Regions from separate parts of the Mus musculus genome. Here region 2 is linked to region 1. The links are chromatin contacts, called in public HiCAR-type maps. All regions are on one chromosome and are shown on one strand. Each heading gives the region's core, a stretch centred on a gene start, on an enhancer-like site or on the middle of the called end of the contact. The rest is flanking DNA. Distances are from core to core; before and after follow the strand shown.

Region 1 (5,235 bases), core at 1,095-3,594:
AAATTATAGACATGGAGTCTTGAGGAAGAGGGAGAGGAAGGATTGTAGGAGCCAGACATCATAAGATAACCCACGGAGGGCTAGAAAGATGGCTCGGTGGTTAAGAGCATTGACTGCTCTTCCAGAGGTCCAGAGTTCAATTCTCAAAAATCACACGATGGCTCACAATGATCTGTAATGGGATCTGATGCCATCTTCCGGTGTCTGAAGAGAGCAATAGTGTGTGTGTGTGTGTGTGTGTGTGTGTGTGTGTGTGTAATCTTTTAAAAAAAAGAAAAGATGAAAAGAAAGAAAGAAAACCTACAGAATCAACTAACCTGGGACAATAGGGACCCACAGAGACTGAACTGACAACCAGGGGACCTGCAGGGGGCTGACCTGGGTCCTCTGTATATGTTACACTTGTGGAACACCTAACATTGGGAGTGGAAGCTGTCTTTTTGCTCCTTTTGGGACCATTTTCCTCCTGCTGAGTTGCCTTGTCCAGCCTTAATATGAGGACAGGCGGCTAGTTTTACTGAAACTTGATACGCCATGCTTGGTTGATATCCATGGGAGGTCTTCCCTTTTCTGCATAGGAAAAGAGGAGGAGTATATGGGGATAGAAGGTGGAGGGGGACTTGGAGCAGATAAGGAGGGGAAACTCTGGTCAGGATATAATATATCAGTGAAGAGTAAATATAAATTATTTTTTTAAAAAGTTATAGACCTCGATGAAATGAAGGCTAAATGTGTTACACTAAATCTATGCTTAAATCCCAATCATTGTATCTCTTGTTATCAATATATCTGGAAACAGAGGCTTTGAAAGATTAATTAAATTAAAATGTAACCTGACTCTGGTGACTAGCATTGATAGAAGAGACAATAAAAGCACAATGAGAACATAGGAGAATAGCATCCATCTACAAGCCAATTGTAGAGGTGTCAGAAGACAGCAGTCTATGAAGACCTTGATTTTTTCAGTCTAGCCTCAAGAAACATGAAGTAAATGCATGCATGTTTATTAAGGTACTGAGTTTGGAATGTTTTCTTATAGTACCACTAGGAAACTAAAATACCACTGAATTAGTGTCAGGCCAGTTAATGTATGTATAGCCTTAAGATCTGCTATAGAGTGAAAATATATGCTTCTTGCTTATTTCAGAAGAAATTTTATTGTAAACATATCTAATTGGTATTGTGAACAACAGAGTCTGGTGCTGAAAAGATGGATCAACAGGCAAAGTGCTCGTTGCAAGAGTACAAACACATGAGCTTGGGTGAGCTTTGTACGGCTGGGCTCTGCAGTGTGTGTCTGTAGTCCCAGCATAGGTTATGTTGGAAACACAGGCAAAGCATAGAGGCTCACTAACAAACCAGCCTAGCCTAACTGGTGATCCTGATTCAGTGAGAGATCCTGTCTAGGCAAGGTAGAGAAGCTAATGAAAAAGACACCTAACCACAACCCCCCATCTATTACATGCACACATATACATATGCATGTGTACACATAAGCACATTAAAATCAAAAGAAGCATACAGAAAGGGAGAATTGGAACTACTAAATGTTTTCTGCCATGTGTAGAATCCAGATCTATGTATGTAGGCATATGATTTATGACATGAAAGCAAGAGAGACTATTTGAGGGTGGGATGTGACAAGAAAGAGATAGGAAAGGTGACAATGGAGATAGCAAGTGAGATACGCAAATCACAGTGCCACGTGTGTATGAAAACACCACAGTCAAATCTATTACTTTGTATTTAACTCTCAATATTCACACTAGAAAATGTCAGAATTTTGTGTTCACTAATATTCACACAAACACATGACATTAGTCTTGTATAGCCATCTCCATGCTGGCACTCCTTGTTCCAAGCAGACGAGACTCAAGTAACCATCTGTAGCACAACAAACACTAGACCTTAATCACCCTCCCTGAATCTTTCACATTCTCTTGACAGCACCCTTCACAGCCGCTGAATTTATTATTCTTGTGTGTCTAGATGAAAGACTGAAAAATAGGAGCTTCTATTTTTCTTTCCAGAATGAAAATAGGTTTAGATTGTCTTACAGAGTGAATATTATGAACACTTTAATATGTGTTCTGTATGTCTAAGCAGGACACCACAGGAACACTTTCACCTGCTCCCAGCCTTTGGATTTCTGGTGAGCTTTTCCATGAATAATGCTTACTCTTCTAGAAAAAGCCTTTGTTTATTCTCTTTCCTTTTGCTGCCTCTGTGTGCTGAACACCAGCCAGTCTGCTTTGATTTCCCCACAGGCTCCCGCCAGCTTTGCATCAGTGCAGAGCTGAGTGGGCCAGCTGGGAGTATGGAGGAGTCCCTCCTGACAGCACTTGTTACCAGGACAGCTGTGCCTCACATCCTGGACAGGCAACAGCGCCTGCACAGATCCCACAGCAGAGCAGAGACAACCTGGTTCTGCCTGGGAGGCCACTGGTATGGCAGGATGGCATGATCTACTGCGCCTCACTGTAGGCCCCTAGTTGGATAAATACAGAACTGAAAGTCATCATTTGGTTTTAATGCAATTACTATGCAAGGAGAAACTTTAAGCCAGGAATTGTTTAATAGGACTCAATCATAAATGGCTCCAAATAGATGTGTCTGGCTGTTTTGAATTATCACAAAACAAAACAAACAAACAAACAAAAAAACCAAAAAGAAAAACAGATTATTGATTTCATTTTTATAAATCTTATATTTTAAAAACTTCTTCTGGGAGTTCTTGGTGTGGAAATCTCAATGTTTGTTTCAAGCTTTGCCATTCACTGACAGAGTAAACTTAAACAAATTGTAACTCCTAGACTGTAAAATATGGTAAAACATCTTTGAGCTGCTGTGAGGATTAAGAGAGACAAGCCATGTTGATGAATTAGCACAACACTTGTCATATATCAAATATCCAATGAATTAAACTGCTTTTATGATATTCGGGAAATGCCAATAAGCTACAAAGAACACAAGAATTAATTCTTGATTCAGAAATTAGAAGGAAGAAATAAAAATCCTTTGGGGAGGAAAACCCCAGGATCCTCAGCACAATAAGTTTTTACTATGAACATTGTTCTATTTTGCTGTCATCCTTAATACTAATTATTATATAGTGCTCTGTGTGCACGGCTAATGAGCCTCCCAAGTGTGGAATTTATCCAAGGAGATGAAAGCAGACATCGAGTAGAGTAAACACCACACATATTTATAGTTCCTTGTCCTTAGGTCTCCCTTTGCAAATATAGGACCAAAATTTCTTGAGTAAGGACAAGATCTAAACACTCAAGAGACCCTTCTTCCTGGTGAGCTTTGAGCAGTGGTATCTCAGCAGAGACTGGAAATCAGGGCATGAACAGCCTATGTGAGCCAGGCCAAGACAGTATAGCTATATATATATATCCTCCATTCTTTTATCCATTCATTCTGGACAAGCCCCATTCACTTATCTCCTGAAGCCTGGAAGATTGGCTTGACTGGTGCAGAGCACATGGACAATGTGTGGAGCAAAGATCAGAAAAAGTCCAGGCAGGAAGGTTCTTGTGAAGGCTGGTAACGATTTAGGTTGTATCTGGAATGCATTACCACTTTTGTATAGGAATCATGGAATCTTGGTTGGAATCTACATAGAGAAGGACCACTTGGAATACAAGAGATCCAGACTCAAACTACTATGTGTGTGTATGTCCCCAGCTCTGCTTATGAAGATGGGATCCCGTCCTAAGTACCTAACATCTCTAAAGCTTTGGCTTCCCCATCTGTGCAACTGGATGTTGCAGGATACACTTTAGGACTTTATGCTTCTCCAGGGGTATCATGTATACACACTTCACTAAGCTATGAACTGCAAGAGTAAGTAACTCATGGCTACAGTTACTTCTGCAGTCACCACAAGTCTTCTGAAAGAAGAGATTTTGAGCCATCTTAAAGTTGGTCATGGTGGTACTCTACCATGCAATACTACCATTAAGGAGAGTAAGGCAAGAGGATTGTGAACTCAGGGCCAAACTGAGTACACAGTGAGTTCTAGGCCACTATGACCCACACAGTCATATGGCTTACAAACAAACAATCAAACAAACAAAAATCCTATATCAACAGAAAGCAGGAAAATCATCTCAAAAATCCTGCACATTTATCAAGCATATCACCTAGAGTCTGCATTTTCATTTTGTCTTTTAAAATAATATTTCCCTTATATTTTGAGAATTTCATGTATATGTACAACATTTCACCATTTCATCTTAACAGCAAGGCTATGTGGTATTTACTGTCAGCATTTGAAGGACAAAACATATCACTTTGACATGAAGGAACAGAAGCAGACATTGAATTGGGTATAATATTATAAGTAGGAAATGAAGCCATAGGTCCTGTCAAAGATTTCAATAAGAAGAATAGCAACAAAATGACAATCTGAGCCAGAACTGAACTGAGAAAGGAGGCATCTCTCTGATCATGAAGAACTCAAGTCCTACCATACCCCATACTGCCTCTTCTGCTGCCCAAGTGGAAGGACTGTGGTCCTCTTCATCTTGCTCTCCAGTCAGAGTAGAGGTAGTGGAGGCAGGTCATGAGTCGTTCTGCATGGAAACTCTATGTTATACGCACTCTCTATAGTGTTAAAATTCCCAGAGCCTAGGGAAGTCTGTATGCTCAGGGAAGCTATTCATCTTCCTGCTGGATGACGACAGCATCCCCTTCCAAAAAATAAATAAATAAATTAAGTGGGAAAAAATGTTGAGGAACTTCTTTCATCTTCAAAAGAATATACTAAAGAAATCTATTTAGAGCAGAGAGCATGGAGGATGCTGGGAATATCACTTTACTGACCCATTTCCCCATTCAATAGTCAGCTGCCAAAAGCTGCACACTGTGCAAAACAGAGCCTGGCTTTTAGACAGTGGCTATTCTTTTGATCTGTAAAGATGAATCATCAAACCTAAGAGAAAGTTGGCAGCTGGCCCAGACAGAGCAAGGTGATGGAAAACTTTTAGAAAGAGCTGGAAGCTGAGGAAGGGGATGGGGTGGGATGGGTGGGAGGGGGAATAGGTATTATCATGAGTAGAGAAATTCAGAAAGAACCTGGCAGCATATTGTGGATCATAGCAGAGCTGGCAGAACAATTTCCATTCATCTCCTCAACCACCTGCAGGATAGACATCTAACTTTATACTTCCACCATGGAGCATCCTGGGAACATTTTGGACAAGTATATAATGTCAGACAAACTCAAAA
Region 2 (5,544 bases), core at 192-2,691, 610 kb after region 1:
AATGAATGAACCAGAATCTGTGTCTGGCTCCTTCCAGTGGCCTCCTTACTGCTCTCTCCACTCTCTCCTGTGACTGCCTTTGTGGGGTGGAAGCAGAATTTATCCTGGCGGCTCTGCTCTCTGCCTCTGCAGCAAGTGCTCTAATGAAGTGGTTCTCGCTAAGACCCCCGCCGTTAATGGCTCCACAGGTCCTGCCAGGCTGCAAGTGGGAGTGCTAAGCTCTAGTCCAGGTTTCTCAAACACTTGGCTCAGCGGAAACAAATTAGCAACTAAAAGCTTTTTCTCCCATTTCCACCCCTCGTGTTGGCAAGAATCAGGCAGATGTCCACTCCTCAGGTGGGGACAAGATGTCTCCATTTCTCCATGGGGGCTTGCGCACACACTTCACAAGGCTCAGAGGCACTTCTAATTCTGTTCTGCTTTTTCTGGGTCTGAGCACATGGGACGTGAGGGGACACGAAGTGCTGCAAAGAATTTTAACAAGACCTGTAGTGAAAAATGATGGACACAGATTCTGTACCAGCCGGAAGAAGAAAGCAGTCCGATATCCCTGTTGTATGTGGATAACAGTTGCAGGGGCTCTGGGGGCACCCAAGAGGAGCTGGTGCTTAAGACGGGGTGTCTATTAACCTGGTGTGTATAGTTTGTAAACAATGTGGCCCCAAATCTGTCTTCCCAAGGCATGGAATCATTTCTATGAACCGAATGGTTATCTAATTTTGCCTGCACTCATGTTAGATCCCACCCCCACCTCCTGCCAGGAAAGAGCAACTGAGTTCAGCTGTCAAGATTTTTATAGAACACTCTCTTTGCATGAGCTACACTGCAAAGTCCTGACACTTCAGAGGCTCTTCCTCAATGCTGGCGATGGTGATGGCAATGACACCTCCATTTACAGGACCCAAGTTGGGAGCTGTAAAGGGGGTGGGGGGAAGGGGCAACTGGGTTCCTCAGGTCTCATCTAGGGAAAAGAGGCCTTGTTCTCTACATCTTTGCAAGACATCTCCATCACTAAAGTGATTTTAAAAAGAGTAGTGGGGGTGCTGACCTGTTTACAAGGTAGAAAATATAACCAGCGGAATTTGTTCTGGCTTCTCTCTCTAAGTCTAGCAGTCTTTTTTCAAAACTTTTCAAAATTTCAGTCCAAGGTGTTGGGTCAACCACTATTTAAAACCTTCAGACATAACCATAAGGTATTGACTGGTTTGCAGGACAGCTCAGTCAGTGGGAAAAACCAATATCCTAGCCTTAAACTCTGAACAAAAAGTGCACACATCCACTAATTGCTCGCAATCCATCTTGTCTCATGCATCTCTGCTGGGTCCCTTGACTCTACTGAGCATCCCAGACGGCAAGCCAGCAGCAGTAAAGGGCAGAGGGTTTTCTCATAGAGTGGCAGTGTTGGTTGCCGAGAGCTCCTTTAAAGGGCTGTTTGAGTTCTCTGGCTTATGTCCCATGTCTCTTGTTACAGATTCTATTCTGGATGGCTAATTTCTCAGAGACAAAGGGCCCTGCTGTCTGGAGACAGTGACACCCAAAAGAGTAGGTAGAGAGGAAAATAAAGTCCTCTGAGAACTAAGGATGTGACTGGACACTTCCTTCTTCCTCCTCCTGCATGAATGGGGTCTCGACCTCAGCTCTCCAGGGACATCAAGAGACCAAGGTTCAGCTCAGCCAATGCACACATCAGTCTAAATCCCCATTTCAGCTCTCTATGGCAAACCCTTCCTCTCTCATCATGCAAACATTGCCTCACCCTAGGATTTTTCCTGCTTAGGCTCTTTTAGGCATTTCCTAAGTTTATGATGTATAAATATCTGGCACTGTAAAGAGCAGAATGGGCCAGGCCAAGGAAGATCAAGGGAAGAGAGAAGAGAGAAGAGAGAGAGAAGAGAGAGAAAAGGTCACTAGCCACCCTTTTTGTATAGCCCTGGCTATACACCACCCTGTAAGGGAGGGTGGCAGCCCCTTAAACAGGAGGGCTGCCAAGATCACAGTGGCCCTGAGCTTGGCCATCTGCCAGCTGGGAATCCACCACGGTAGGGAGGGAGGAGTGGGGGAAAGGAACATTCCCTAGGATGCCCTGAGCAGACCAAGTAAGGAGCTACTCATGGGGCATGACAGCAAACACTAATGACACCAAATCCTATGTGTGACATAGAAGGCAGGGCCATAATCCCCTTTATACAGGCTCTAATGATCTCAAAGATGATGAAGACAGAGAGGAGAGAGGGAGAGAGAGAGAGAGAGAGAGAGAGAGGAGAGAGAGAGTAAAACTACAGGCCTTTTAGCTGCTGCTAAAAATAAAATACAAAGTGTAAGCACATTTCTTACATAAAATCTTTTACAAGCTGGGGGTGGGGGTGGGGAAACACTTTAAACGAATCTTCTATCTTATACAATAAACGAGCAATTTCCATTTCTTATTTGTATGAAAGAGGAAAGGATTTTTTAAACTACAATTTTTACTTTTTAATCATAAAAAAAAAAAACAACAACAACAACAACAAAAAAAGAGTTTAGGGTTTAGTTATGTCTCTTTGGATGAGCTGCAAAGTATCCAAACCTGACTGTAAAAGGTACCACTGTGGGTGTACAAAAATGACCAACTCCAGCCCCAATTAGTTAAGGCAGGTGGATGGAGGGCAGAAGGGAAGGAGGAAGGTGAGGGAGTGGGGTAAGCAGGTAGGCAGGACAAGCTAGCAAGGGTGTCAGCAACGCTCATTATCCTGGACAGGGCTTTCCTTCTGTGTGGCAGGACCAGAGAGAGGAAGCCATGGAGCCTAGAGCCTGAGTCAGAAGACAGTATCCACCATTCCCATGTATTCATCCATCAGGGGACACATGCCTAAGTGGATTCCGCAACAGCGATGATGTTATAGGTCCCCAATTTTAAAGAAGAAAAGGGGGGAAACAAGGCATCAAGTACAAAGACTAGGGTCCTAGATTCCGGGGACTCTCCTGTTCCAAAGGCCAACAGAAGACTTTGCTGGTTGAAAGGGGAAATCTTTTCACTATGGCCAGCTGGGAGCTTGAGCAAGCTAATAAATACTATTTACAAATGGGGAGGGGAGGCCAGGGAGACAGAGCTATTGTCCTGTGGAGATGCAGGCTGTGTATGAGTGGGTGTGGGGGTGTCCTACAAACAACACAGTGGGCAGGAGAGCCTGGGAGAGAAGAGCCTGATGCCTTCAGGAATTGCACTTGCGGCCTGAAAATATGGTGGGAGCCCCATCTGCCTCTGCAGACATCCAATCAGGACTCCGGGGTACAGGGTGGAGAGAAGACTGCAATGACGCTTTGGTCCTCTCAGTGCAGGGTCACACTGGAGTCCTAGTGAGGAAGGGAGCTCAGGAGTCAGTGCTTTGCCACTCCCTGGCATGTCTGTGGCATGTGTGTGGCTAGAGTCTGGGGTCTCAACTGAACATGAGTCATGTCTTCTTCAGAGGAGTCACTCCTCCCGGGGAAGAATCAGGCAGTGTCTTCTTGGCACTATTGGTGGAAACAAGCCTGCTCGTTCCACCCCTATCTCAGCCCTAAAATAATTTCCAATGGCAGTAAGAGAAAGGGATGGAGAGGTGCTAGCTCCCTTTTGTGGAGAGCCACGGGGACACATAAGCAGAACCCCCTGGGCTGGCCTCCTGTCTCGAGCCGTAACACTAGGCCATCTCCTCCTCGAGATCCAGTGGTGAAGGGGAAACTGAAAGGACGATCAGATGGAGTTAGGAGAAGAGGAGGGTGGAGCTCTCCTCAGAAGGTGGCGTTCACTCTCCTCTCCAGCTCTACAACCTTGAGTGTTTCGTTCCCTTCCAGTTTGCTGCTGACCCTGTGAAGGCATCCAATGGAGAGAACAAGTATTAGCCACCAGCTTTTGCTCAAATTCTCAGACACCATAGCATGAGTCTATTGTAGCCCTGTGGGCCAACCCTGGCAGAGTCTTTTAAATGCCTAGTGGTAAGTCTTTGCTCCCTGGGATCCCCCAATAGTCACCTGATCACCCCTACATTTGCACCTTTATCTTGGCGCAGAGGAGACCTCTGCTAGTTTGATGCTGACTTGTTTTAAATTGCTTTCAATGGCCGTTGCTTGTATATTAATGACCTCAGTGCTTTAAGTTACAGGGAGGAGGAAAAAAAGGGTTAAGGGCTGACATCTGCTCTGGAATTAAGAATCCAGACAATGATTTTTTTTTAATGAATCAACTTAAAATAACACAGAATACATACCATAAAATAACCACAAGATCAACTTGTATATCAGCTCATTAAGTCTCCCAGCACTCTGACGGGAGTTGGGGAAGTTTTATTACTTAGGAGACACGGCAGTAAACAGAGGGATCAGACTGGGCTTCCAGACCCCGAGCTGGGAGAGCAGACTGTGCGGCGAGCCACGCCATCCAGCAGCTCGGTCTCCTGGGGCTTCGGTACTAGCTTCCGGTTCTTTCCAGAATGGGAATAAATTTAAGGCTACTCATGGTGGGATACTTACAAGATTTGTTTTGATAGTACATACAGGCATGACTAGTACCAGTGTTAAATATGTGCTTGCCATGTCCACATATAAAAGTACGTATGATCATGAACTCTGTTGCAAAGAGTTGGGAGAGAAGTAAAAATGGAGTCTTCATTGCTTACCCCGGAGCGGCCCCATTTCGGAGCGGCCTAGGAGCACCGATTCGCTGACTCACCAGCATCACCGTACACTGCCCAGAGGGAGCACGTGTGAGTCCTGTGCCAATTGGCGCCCCCAAGTGCCCCCCTACAACAGCAGTACCTTAAGACTGCATCAGCCATTAAGGACCCCTCCCTCCCCATCGGCTATCGGAGAGGAACAACTTAGTGCAGAATTGGAGCTAAATATGAATGATTTTCAATGTGGAAAAAAAAATGTACAGTGTTTCGCCAGTGCTGCCTCTCGATAGAAGGATACAAACGTGTACAGGGTAGAGCATCCCTAATCCTCAGACTTAAACTCTGAGCTGCTCTAAGAACTAAAACTTTGTCGCCTAACATAGATAAATGTTCAGACTTGGATCTCGTTATGTATGTGCAAATATTCTAACACCTGGAAAATATTCCAAACATTTCACACTGGCCCCAAGCATTTCACACAGAGAGCATCTCATCTGCAGTCACAGCTAACTCCCGTGCATTGACATACAAACCATCACTTATACTGATACCCATCACAGCATTATTTTGCTCTCTAGTTAGAAGGAAACTATAGAAGTGGATTGAAGGTGCATTTGCAGAACAAGCTCTCTACGTCACCAGGTGTTTTTTGGGGAGTCAGGATCTCAGGTAGCCCAGGCTAACCATGAACTCAGTATAAAGCTGAGGCTGGACGTGAATTCCTGGTTTTTCCTGCCTCCTCTTGCCAAGTGCTAGGATTAAAGATACGTGCTACGACATATGGCCAGTTTGTGACTATGGGAGAAAAACGGTCATACTGACTGAGGCGGCTCACATCTTCTCCTGGTCTTTGGGATCATCACTGCCAGCCCTGGGCTGATGATATGGAGACTAGATTAGCTCATCTTAGACC

Evidence for each region. HiCAR-type assays count read pairs that join an accessible place to other places.
Region 2: a HiCAR-type map of astrocytes shows a contact between it and region 1, with 2.3 times the contacts expected there. The contact joins two enhancer-like sites. A contact is called at or near these places in 1 of 484 Hi-C or Micro-C datasets (embryonic stem cells) and 1 of 115 datasets of contacts at active chromatin or transcription factors (astrocytes).

What each region holds. Positions count from the first base shown.
Region 1 is chr6:36,721,062-36,726,296 of GRCm38.p6, forward strand. All of the region lies in intron 4 of Ptn (pleiotrophin), which reads right to left. Among named protein-coding and RNA genes, the nearest start is that of Ptn, 86 kb to the right of the region's middle. Within about 2 kb of position 2,345, at least 62 of the 459 cell types and tissues checked have an H3K27ac peak or open chromatin away from gene starts, as enhancers often do. A contact at or near this core is called in astrocytes, where this site is marked.
Region 2 is chr6:37,328,675-37,334,218 of GRCm38.p6, forward strand. Creb3l2 (cAMP responsive element binding protein 3-like 2) reads right to left here. Exons shown (of 12, transcript NM_178661.4): 12 at 2,347-3,826. The coding sequence ends at 3,751. Among named protein-coding and RNA genes, the nearest start is that of Dgki, 31 kb to the left of the region's middle. Within about 2 kb of position 1,442, at least 50 of the 459 cell types and tissues checked have an H3K27ac peak or open chromatin away from gene starts, as enhancers often do. A contact at or near this core is called in astrocytes, where this site is marked.